Linked DNA regions of Gossypium hirsutum: region 1 is linked to region 2. The links are chromatin contacts, called in public Hi-C maps. All regions are on one chromosome and are shown on one strand. Each heading gives the region's core, a stretch centred on a gene start, on an enhancer-like site or on the middle of the called end of the contact. The rest is flanking DNA. Distances are from core to core; before and after follow the strand shown.

Evidence for each region. Hi-C and Micro-C count contacts between places; a contact is called where the count stands out from the background.
Region 1: a contact with region 2 is called in a Hi-C map of leaf, with 2.4 times the contacts expected there. The contact joins the promoter of LOC107923340 here to the promoter of LOC107919373 in region 2. A contact is called at or near these places in 3 of 34 Hi-C or Micro-C datasets (callus and leaf).

Annotation. Positions count from the first base shown.
Region 1 is chrA12:82,700,822-82,706,292 of Gossypium_hirsutum_v2.1, forward strand. It overlaps LOC107923340 (protein IQ-DOMAIN 1), which reads right to left and starts at 2,465. Exons shown (of 5, transcript XM_041082851.1): 1 at 2,050-2,465; 2 at 1,698-1,970; 3 at 1,367-1,606; 4 at 1,108-1,273; 5 at 60-1,057. The coding sequence starts at 2,136. The coding sequence ends at 294.
Region 2 is chrA12:82,335,917-82,341,116 of Gossypium_hirsutum_v2.1, forward strand. It overlaps LOC107919373 (CBL-interacting serine/threonine-protein kinase 9-like), which reads left to right and starts at 2,178. Exons shown (of 9, transcript XM_041082849.1): 1 at 2,178-2,529; 2 at 3,411-3,473; 3 at 3,566-3,637. The coding sequence starts at 2,326.

The DNA.
Region 1 (5,471 bases), core at 1,215-3,714, 370 kb after region 2:
GGAAATTTTGAGCAATATCTTCATGGGAGTGGAAACTTACCAGACTTGAATACCATACATCGAAAAGATGATAAGCTTTAATATATTAAAAAGTTATGACAAAACAGAATTACAGAGTTACTTTATAGTATTAGACACTCAATTTGGTTATGAATCTCATGAAAGATCCCAGTGAGGAAGGGTTCATCGCAGTTGCCTCACTTATAAAGCTTCAATTTCAACCAAGAATTGGTAAAATCAACAATGGAAACACACTATAAAACTAGTAAAAACCAACAGCTACATTGATGGGATCACCTCAACCACCTTCTTAGATCACTAGTTGAAGATGGTGACATTTCACCACCAAGGCTCTCAGTACAACAAGATGAATAGTTAGATTGTCGTTCCAATCCGAATTGCGATCCGCTTACACTTTTAAAACTCGGGCTCCTCAAGCTATGACCATAACCTCCATACCCCATCCCAATACCGTATGGTTCCGGGATGGGAAACGATAGCCTTTTCCTTGCTGAACTGATTCGGTCCCTCTCTGGTGTCGATGGCCTCTGTCTTGGTGCACTTTGAGACCTAATCCTAGCCTTTGCAGACTCTGTTGCTGCCATGTAATTAGGCAATGTAATAGCATTGTTTATACTAGTACTAGCTTGAGTACTAACCCTGCCTGTGTAATAATAATTGGACCTTAAACTTGGTGTTTGTGATGATGAAAACGAGGTTCGGTCTTCCCTAACGCAACGAGGGCTCGCAGACCGTACTTGAACCGGACGTGTTTTCGATGGAGAGGGTGTAATTGGAGAAGGGTGGAAAGCTTGTGCATTGTGTTGAGCCCTATGGAGAGGTGAACTAGGCCTTTGGTGATAATGGTTTGAATTTGTTCTTCTATAATTTGGTGCTACATATGAATAAGGCTGTGAAGTGTCCATTTCAACAGTTTTGACATTATCTCTTTGATCCATTGAAGCTCTTCCTCTGTTATCCCATGGTTTAGCAGGCATCCAACGATCAAGCCACTCATCTTGTCCCCCATTGATGGACTCCTTCGAGCTCTCCTCATCTATTTTACGGTCAAATTGGTTTATATGAATCATTACAATATGATACAACAAGACATGGTTAAAGACAGAACATGAACCTGTTGTGACAGTGCTTGTGACAAGCTCTTTTCACGTTTCAAAGCAGCTTCTTTCCTATGTTGTAACATAGCTTTCACTTCTTCAACTGTGTGTGGCCTTTCGTCCCAATCATCTGCTATGCTACTTCCTCCTCTCGACTAGAACACACACAGACATAAAGACAAGGCAAATAAGAAGCTGAATCTTTAAACCACACATAAAGTCATAAACAAAAGGCTTAAAACACTTACTAATGATCTTCTATCCGATATATCTTGAAGATACCGTGATTCCCAGGTGTCGCTAAATGCTGATTTCCGGCTGCAACCATCGTGCGAGAGCCTCATTCTTTGGTCTAAAACACGAGACTGAACTTTAACCAGTGCTTGCATGCAACGAAGCGTCATCTTGGCTTGCTTTCTCACGTTGTGACCTCTCACTAAAGCTTGTAACTTCACTAGCCCTTTTAACGCACGTAGAGCTCTCCTGGCCTTCATTATCACCACCACAAAATCAACACTAAACCCCCATTTTTTCTCATGCAAAAAACAACAATTTTCAAAGGCAAAATTTTTTTCTTACCAGGTAGCCTCTAAAAGCTGTCTGAATAACAATAGCAGCAAAGTGATGTTTCCTGCCATAACTAGGTTTAGTCAACCGAGCAGCTTGTAAAGCTGCTTCTGCAGTCGCCACCGCAGCTTCAGCTTCCGCTGCTTTAGCCACCGCCACAGCAATAGCATGCCTTTTCTCCGCTGCTGCCGTACTTGCACCACCACCACCACCACCATTATTACCTACACTCTTCACAGGACTTGTATCTTGTTTCCTAAAGATCCACCTCCGTTTATCTCTCTTCTATATAAAAAAAATAAAAAATCAAAGGCTTTTCTTTTTATATTCATAAACAGCCATTAAAATAGATTGAAACACTTACCTTTTCATCATCATGGGTATCTTTAGTAGGAGATCTAAAAGCCCTTTTCACAGCAGTCAACCATGAAGTCCCTCCTTTCTTCCCCATTCAAAAGGATAGGGTTAAACCAAGCTGCATTTACAGCTAAAAGAAGCTTTGAAGAAGGAGCCAAGACACCAACACTGTGAAGATAAAAAAGATTCTGATTGTAATATGGATTCTTGTTAAATTGCCAGAGAAAGACATACAGGACAAGATAATTTAATGATATATATATTTCCTCAAGAGAGAGATACAATGAAAGGGAAAACAACGAAAGTGAACAGCTTAGATTTCAATATATCCAAGCTTGGGTGAACTTTCGAGCACATTGAGACATCGATGGTGGTGGTGTCAGAGTGTAGTACGTTAACATTTTTTTTTCAATGTTATTGAATTTTATAGGTTTAATTCTGAATTTTGTATTCTTATTTTACGAAATTTTAAAAATTGGTCTTTTATTTTAACTTTCCAGAATTTTATTTTTATTTTTGAGAAGTTAGTTTAATTTAATATTCTTATTTATTATTCACTTCAAAATCAAGAGTTTATCAATTTGTATATATTAAATTTGTAAAAGTAACTACTTCCATAATTTATATGCAATAAAGAAAAAAAAAGGTAAACCACAACATTAGTCACTAAATTATGAATAACTTTTTGTTTTGGTAACTTAATAAAAGAAAGCTACAATTTGGTCATTAAATTACTTAAAAGTTTTCATTTAAGTTACTGAGTTGTTAATATTTTTTTTTAAAGTTCCGCCAGAGAGTTTCAAGCTGCAGTTTAATGATTGGTATAATGGATCAGTATTTATCTAAGAATCGAAGAAAATACCTTTAGATCCGTCAATCTAACGGTCAGTGTCGAAGATTGGAGAAAAAAGCTGTTTGAATTTTGGTTCGCAAATTCTTAACGTCCAAAATTGTTTCATAAAAAAAAAGAATTATAGAAGAGAAAGGAAAAGAGAGCTTTCGATTAATGCAAGTAGTGTGAACAGAAAAAGCGATATAGCATCGTATTTAACAACTCAGTGACTTAAATGAAAATTATTTGATATTTGAGTTTAGTTTAAATGTTTAATTTGACATGTTAATTTTTTATCTTAATTTGGTACTTGAGTTTGGTTTTAATGCTCATTTTGGTACCTAAATTTTTTCAATTTAATACTTAAGTTTTTTTTATCTAATTAAGTACCCAAATTTAACTTTAATATTTAATTTGACATCTAAACTCTTTTTATGCTAATTAAGAATTTATATTTTCTTAACAAAACATATGTATCAAATATTTATTAAATCACATGGCATCATTTTATCTTAATACAAAATTATACATGAAATTTAATATAAAACTAAACTTAAATACCGAAAGGGTATTTTGTGTTATGAGGTTTTCTTTTGGGGGGTAATAATAAATAATAAAGTTTAATACTAAATTAAAGGGAACATGAGGAACAGAGAGTAGTGGACGTGCTGTGGACGAGGTGAGATATCGAGAAACGTTGAAAGGCAAAGGCCATGAAAAGAAAAAAAGGGAAACCCACGTTGAGTTTTGCACATCAACCAATGGCTAAAGTCTCCTTTTTTTCTTTTCTTTTTTTTTTCAAAACAAAGTTTTTTTAATAAAAAAATAATCACTTTCAAATAAAATATCGGTTTAGATAATATAAATGTAGAAAAAAGATGTTTGGGTTTATTTAAATTTTGACACATAAGATTGAATTTTGGCATTTGTATATTAACTAAGTCCATTTTTATATATGATGTTAGATTTTGATAAGAATGGATAATGCGACATTTTAAAATTATGATATTTTCAATTTATAATATGGTATGATTACAATATTAAACTTTTATATTTTTTAAATTTAGTGATTAAAATATATCTAATTGTTAAGTTTATATATTAAAGTTGTTGTTATTGTAACATATAAAGCATGAGTTTAAGTATACTTTTGTGCTTATTATCTTTTGATTTTAGGGTGTGAATGAGTTATAGATAATTAAAAGAATTAAGTAGAAAAAATACTAAAAACGATATTAAAATTAAGACAAAAAAATTATATTAAGAAAGTTTTGTTCTGTTTAAATGTATGATTCGACTCTACTTGAGAATTAGGTAAAATTAATTGATTTAATGCAAAAAAAAATCTAAAAAAAATATATTCATCTTTATTAAGAATTCATTAAGCTGATAGCTACTCTAAAATAAAAGTGGAAGCTTTTGTTCTGGTATTGTCCTTTACCCCTTTTTCCTTTAGGTTCTTAAAAAATTGATATAAACTGGACACCTCTCGTGGTGTCACGTGGTAGGAGCTGATGAATAGTGACTAATAACTAATGATCAAAGCAGTGGGAAAAAAAATATCAGGTGGATTATGGAGCACGGTGGTCCTATTTCCTTCCATTGATTTTAAATTGAAAGTGACATTTGAATCAGAAGATGATGAAAAAGTAGTAAATCAAGTGGTCCAAAAAGGACTTGAGGGAGTTGGGAAAATGTACCTTCACATAGTCTCAGTGAGTCTCAGAGTCAGTCAGGTATTGAATCTATAAAACATACCCCCAAACATTTTTGATTTTATGTCAAAGACCAGTCAAAGTCTTTCAGAGATGTAAGTAATAATAATTAAATCAGGGGAAGAAGAAGAAGCAGCCAGATTTACATACAGCTAATATGAAATATTTAAAGGAGCTCAAGAAAACATTCCCATGGAGTGAAAGATCGTTTGTTTTTTTTTTTCTCTAATAAATTTAATCAATTATTTATTTGACCTAAACCAACACTCTTTTATGGTAGGGCTTGTAGTTATGAACTGGCTGCCTACTACACAGACATAAACTGCAAAGTTGGGAGGGTCACAGCTCTTCTCTTAGTAACCAATTGCTGACTGGGGAATAGGTACTTGAATGCAATGTATTACCTAATATTATATATAACTTACACACCACTGTCTACTGTCTTATATATATCATTAGTAGACGATTTATGTGATTCAATCCCATGACGTAAAAATAAGATAAACATCTTTAATTAATGTGTGAAATGTTGGGTTCATCTAAATTATTTTTTTGAGAGCGAGTTTGTATTTTCTAACCATTTCACAAAATTGGCTTGCTTTGGATAAACAAAAGAGAAGGTTTTTAAGCAAAAATTGTTGATATGTGGTTCAATGTTAGAGTTACATGGTGTTTGGGGTCTTTGGGCTCTAAAGGGCATTTGGTGAATGACAATTTGAAGGAAGAAGAGAATTTGAAACCTAAAAAGTCCAATATCTGTTGCCATCTTGGAATGTGGAAACCCATTTAAGCCCAAAGGAGCCTTTCTCTTTATTTTTGGTCAAAGATTGCTATCCATCCTATCAAGTGCATCAGCCTTCAAATTCTACTTCTAATTTCCTA
Region 2 (5,200 bases), core at 928-3,427:
GTGGATTGAAGAGTTCCATTGGTCCACGTGTTACAAATGCATTAAGGTCAGGCACAATGATTTTTTCCCACTCAAAATTTCATAAAAATATTTATTTTAATTTTTTTATTTGATTTTTTTCTCTTTTAGTTTTGAATATGGATTTTTATTAAATAGAAAAATTAATATTAATTTTTCTAATGTTGGCATATACATAAATTGTCAAGTAGATAATAACATATTAATGTTTAATAAAATTTAAAATATAATAAAATATTTACTATAAATTTCATACTTTTTAAATAATTTTAATGGTTTTTAATTTTTAATTTTTTATAATAATATTGAAAATTTAAATTTTAAAAAACTAATTAAATAATGATATGTCATCCACACGATAATCTATATATATGCCACTTTAAGGGGCAAAGTTAGAAATTTTTTAAGGGGCTGAAATTAAATTGTAATTTTTACTATAGTAAAAATATAATTTCACTATTTTTATAGCCTATATCTTTATAATTTTTAAAGAATTAAATCAAATTTTATCATTTTTTGGGGGCCAAAGTGTAATTTTACCTTTACTAATTTAAAATTTTAAAAAATTTAAAGAGTCTAAATAGAAAGTTTTCCATTTTAGGGAGATCAGGTCTACTAGCCCCCTAGTTTCGCCCCAGACCACTTCATCAAAATTTTAAAAAATCGAGTTTTGTTCAACCCTAAACATAAATTGTTTCTATCTTCAACTTTAAAATTCTTAAATAGGGACATCATCAGTTCATTTTATCATGAACCTTAATTCTCTTCAACAGAGTAACAAATTATATTAAAATATTTTACCCTTTGAGAGACTTGAATCCCCAGAAGGTTTCCAGTAAATATTTTGAATAGAAATTTTAAAATATAAGAGAAGAGATGAAGAATTGGTGTCAATGGGAGCAGTACAGATGAAAGGAATCAGCTGGGTCTCAAACCTTAATATTTGTTCTAACTTTCCTGCTAGTTAAAGAGGGGGAGTCAATGAGAAACAGGAAGAAACGGTACCTTTTCTCTTTACTACATTATTTAATTCAAATAAAATATTTTTAAATAATATATATTTCTAAAAATAATTTCTTCAAATTTGTGTTCTGAAAATTTTAAAAATGTTATTGTGTGAACAATTTTTTGTTCAACTAAAAACATTCACATTTGCATACTTCAGATAAAAAAATTTAAGTATTTGAGAAAAATAATTATTAAATTGGGAATTAAGTCAAAATAATATTTCAAATTGGATAAAAATGGAAAAATATTAATTTTTCTCAATTTAGAATTATAAATAAATAAAATACTTTTTAGAGTAAACCATAACAATAGTCACTTTTGTTTGCCTCAAATTACATTTTAATTATTTATGTTTGAAATATTATGTTTTAGTCATTTACGTTATCATTTTGTTATGAAGTAGTCATTCCATTGTTAGGCTCTATTACTTCCCTAACGGCAATCCTACATGGCAGCCCAAATGAGTTTTAAATACCAACTTGGATAAGAATAATTTTTTCAGTCAAAATAGAAAAGAAAACTAAAAGAAAAAAGAGACGAACGATTTTTCTTTTTCAGTTCAAGGTGTAATTAATTTAAATTTTTTAATTAATTAAATTTATTTAATTAAAAATCTATTCTCATCTCACTTGGAGTTGATACTTAAAATTCATTTAGACTACCATGTAATATCGTCGTTAGGGAGGTAATGAAACTTAACGATAGAATGACTATTTTGTAACAAAATAATAATATAAGTAATTAAAATATAACATTTCAAATATAAATAACTAATATATGATCCGAAAAAAAGAGAGAGTATTTTTTATAGTTTATTCTACTTTTTAAAATATGGAAAACGAGACAAGTAATAAAGCAAAAAAATAAATCCACTCCAACACGAAACTCGTTAACCCACGTGTTTTGTTTCCTTTTAAAGAAAGAAATGATGGGAGGGGATAATTGTCTTTTGCCCCATTCTACGTAAATTCGTTAAATTTAATAGACAAGATCAGAAGGGTTAAGTTAGTAAATTCAAAAAGGCAGCCACGGAAGGAACAACTATGTTTCCGGATCCACGTCATTATCCTCTGGGCCCCACATTTCCCGCTCACCAATATAATCCCTCTAATGCCTCGATATCTATAATTCCATGCTTCCCTTCAAATCATTCCTGCCACTCCTTCGCCGTTGCCTCCGCCGTTTTCTTCCCCCTCACCACCACATTTCCGCTCTTTTTCTCTCTCTCGTCAATTCTCCCCACGCCAAAGAACCCCCCTAAAAAAGGGGAAATCTGTACGGATTGTTTAAGGCAGGACAATGAGCACGAAGAAGAGTAGTAATAATACCGCGGGGCAGGTACGGACGATGAGGACACGTGTGGGGAAGTACGAACTGGGAAGAACGTTGGGTGAGTGGAGCTCTGCGAAGGTTAAATTCGCTAAAAATGTGGAGATCGGCGAGTGTGTCGCCATTAAAATCCTAGACCGTGAACAAGTCCTCCGTCGCCGGATTGTCGAACAGGTAAAAATATAATCTTTGCATGTATATGGAAAACCACATAGATGTTTGCCGGTCGTCAATAAAATGTGGGTCTTACGTCTACTCATTTCAAAAAGTTGGACCATTGCTATGATCCTCCACGTAAAATGCATGGACCAGTGACTTTTTATTTGGATTTAATATAATTTTTAGCCCCTTTGCAATTAGGTCCTAATTGGTTCCTATATAGTTTTTGGTTTATTTTGATGCTTGAACTTAAAAATGATGATATAACACATCATTTAGGTGATAATGTGGTCTAACTTAGAGTGTCATGTCATTAAATTTTAGTTGAATTCGAATTTAAGGATAAAAATGAACTTAATTATAAGTTTAGGTAATAAAATGGAAAAAAAGTACAAATACTAATATGGACTTGCTTACTAAGTCTAAAGGGTCAAAATTTATATTAACCCTTTGTTAATTGATATAAGAATATGTGTTGATATTTATAATTAAATTATAAATTTTTAAAGATTAAAAGTATAATTTTATTTTATATCTTTTTTAAGTTAAATAAAATTTTTATATTTTTGGGTTTAAAGTTCAAACTTCTATTCATAATTAATGAGCGGCTAAATAGTAATTTTTTATTTCAGAGAAATCAAGGTATTTTGGAGGGATTAAAGCTCTTACTTGACCTGTCATATTGAATTATGAGTAAATTTAAAACCGAATCGAATTAGAGAATATCCTAAACAAAAATAAGCTTTCCCAAAACTATTTGATCTATTTACGAAATACAAATCTAAAATTTTGATTCTTTTAAGATAATCTTGGGAATAAAATTAATCCCATATTTTATTGCATTCAAGATGTTTTATTTTCCTTTTTGCTTGAATGGGTGCTTTTATTTGGAACAGATAAAAAGGGAAATATCAATAATGAAGCTCATCAAGCATCCCAATGTAATCAAAATATACGAGGTAAATAATCTTAATCCCTAGAACATAGATGTAAGATTATTACTGATAAGATTATATTATATTATTTTAATTTTTATTGTTTAAATCCATAGGTTACGGCAAGCAAGACAAAGATTTATATAGTGATCGAATATATTGATGGTGGAGAGCTTTTTGACAAAATTGTAAGCATTTTGTCGTTAATTTATAGCATCCACTAGTGGGAAAAATTATTTTTTTATTAATTACTTTATTAAATGGGTGTTATAAATTAATCAATTCAATTAAGTAATTATTAAAATATTATTATACGAAGTAAATTATATCATTTTAAAGATATTTTTTTTATATGTGTCATATAAAAGATAAAAAACATACACATATAATTTGTAACGACCTCTAACCCCATACCGTCGTTGGAATAGGGTTATGAGACATTACCAATCAGTACAGTACAATACAGACATTAATTAAATATAAACGTTCAGACTCATCATAATTTTAAGATGACGTCCCTTTAATGGGCTCTCGCGTCCAATATGAACAGTAAAATCAATTCGGGACTAAATGAGAATTACTACGAATTTTTCTTTCAAATTTCAAATTCATACTATATACCATTGCCAATCATAATTTACTTATTTTATCAATACTTTCACAACCTAAATGACTCTCATAAGACATCCTAGGTACATGCCATTACCAATACTCAACATGCTTTACCTCATCGAGTTCGGGATCGGCCTGGGATGCTGATTTAATGATCTAGCCTTAACTTAACCTGCGCACGGAAACAAACCGTACGCTGAGTATACACTTAGTGGTATTTCTATAATCTGAACACTTAAACAATTATAAAACATATTAATTTATATATATTGAACTATTCAAACTCAATGAGTATTCAAACATTCACTTTCCAACCAATGTTTTGGTCTACTTTAAATTCAAAATCATTTATTATTTTTCAATAGCAATTAATCAATCAGTAATATTCATTAACGATCAGTCAATCAGAACAATTATTTTTTTAGTAATAGTCAGTTATTCAGTATCAATCAATTGATCGGTTATCCAGTAACAGTCAATTATTCAGTAAAAATCAAATATACAGTAACAATTAAATTATTCAGTAACAGTTGATCTTTCCAGTTCCTTTATTTACCCCTATTAACATGACTCGGACCTAGACGGATACACGGATCCAACCAACACACCAGTACGGCACATAGTGCCTCATCGACCGAAGCTGGAACAGTAACAGTAACAGTAACAGTAACAGTAACAGTAACAGTAACAGTACGGTACACAAAGTACCTCATCGGAATAAATCCGGAACAGTAACAGTAACGGTAACAGTAACAATATCCGACACACAAAGTGCCGAATAGGTAACAGTAACAGTAACAATATCCGACACATAAGTGCCTGATCAGTAAGCCGGCAAAACCCGTACTCTTCCATAACCTATGGCATGCCAACTATATCCGACTAGCCCGACTAGTTAATAGGGTATTTAATTCACTTTCCAATTTTCAATTAATTCATATTTTAATTAATTAACTATATTTTTTTCAATTCAATATAATTCCATTCACTTTTCACTAATAAATATTCAATTTCACAATAATCACAATTTTCTATCAATTTCATCACACTTCCAACTACATATATTTTCCAATATAACAAATATTTATTATTCAATTTCCACATCAATATTCATTTCAATTCAAACATTCACATATATT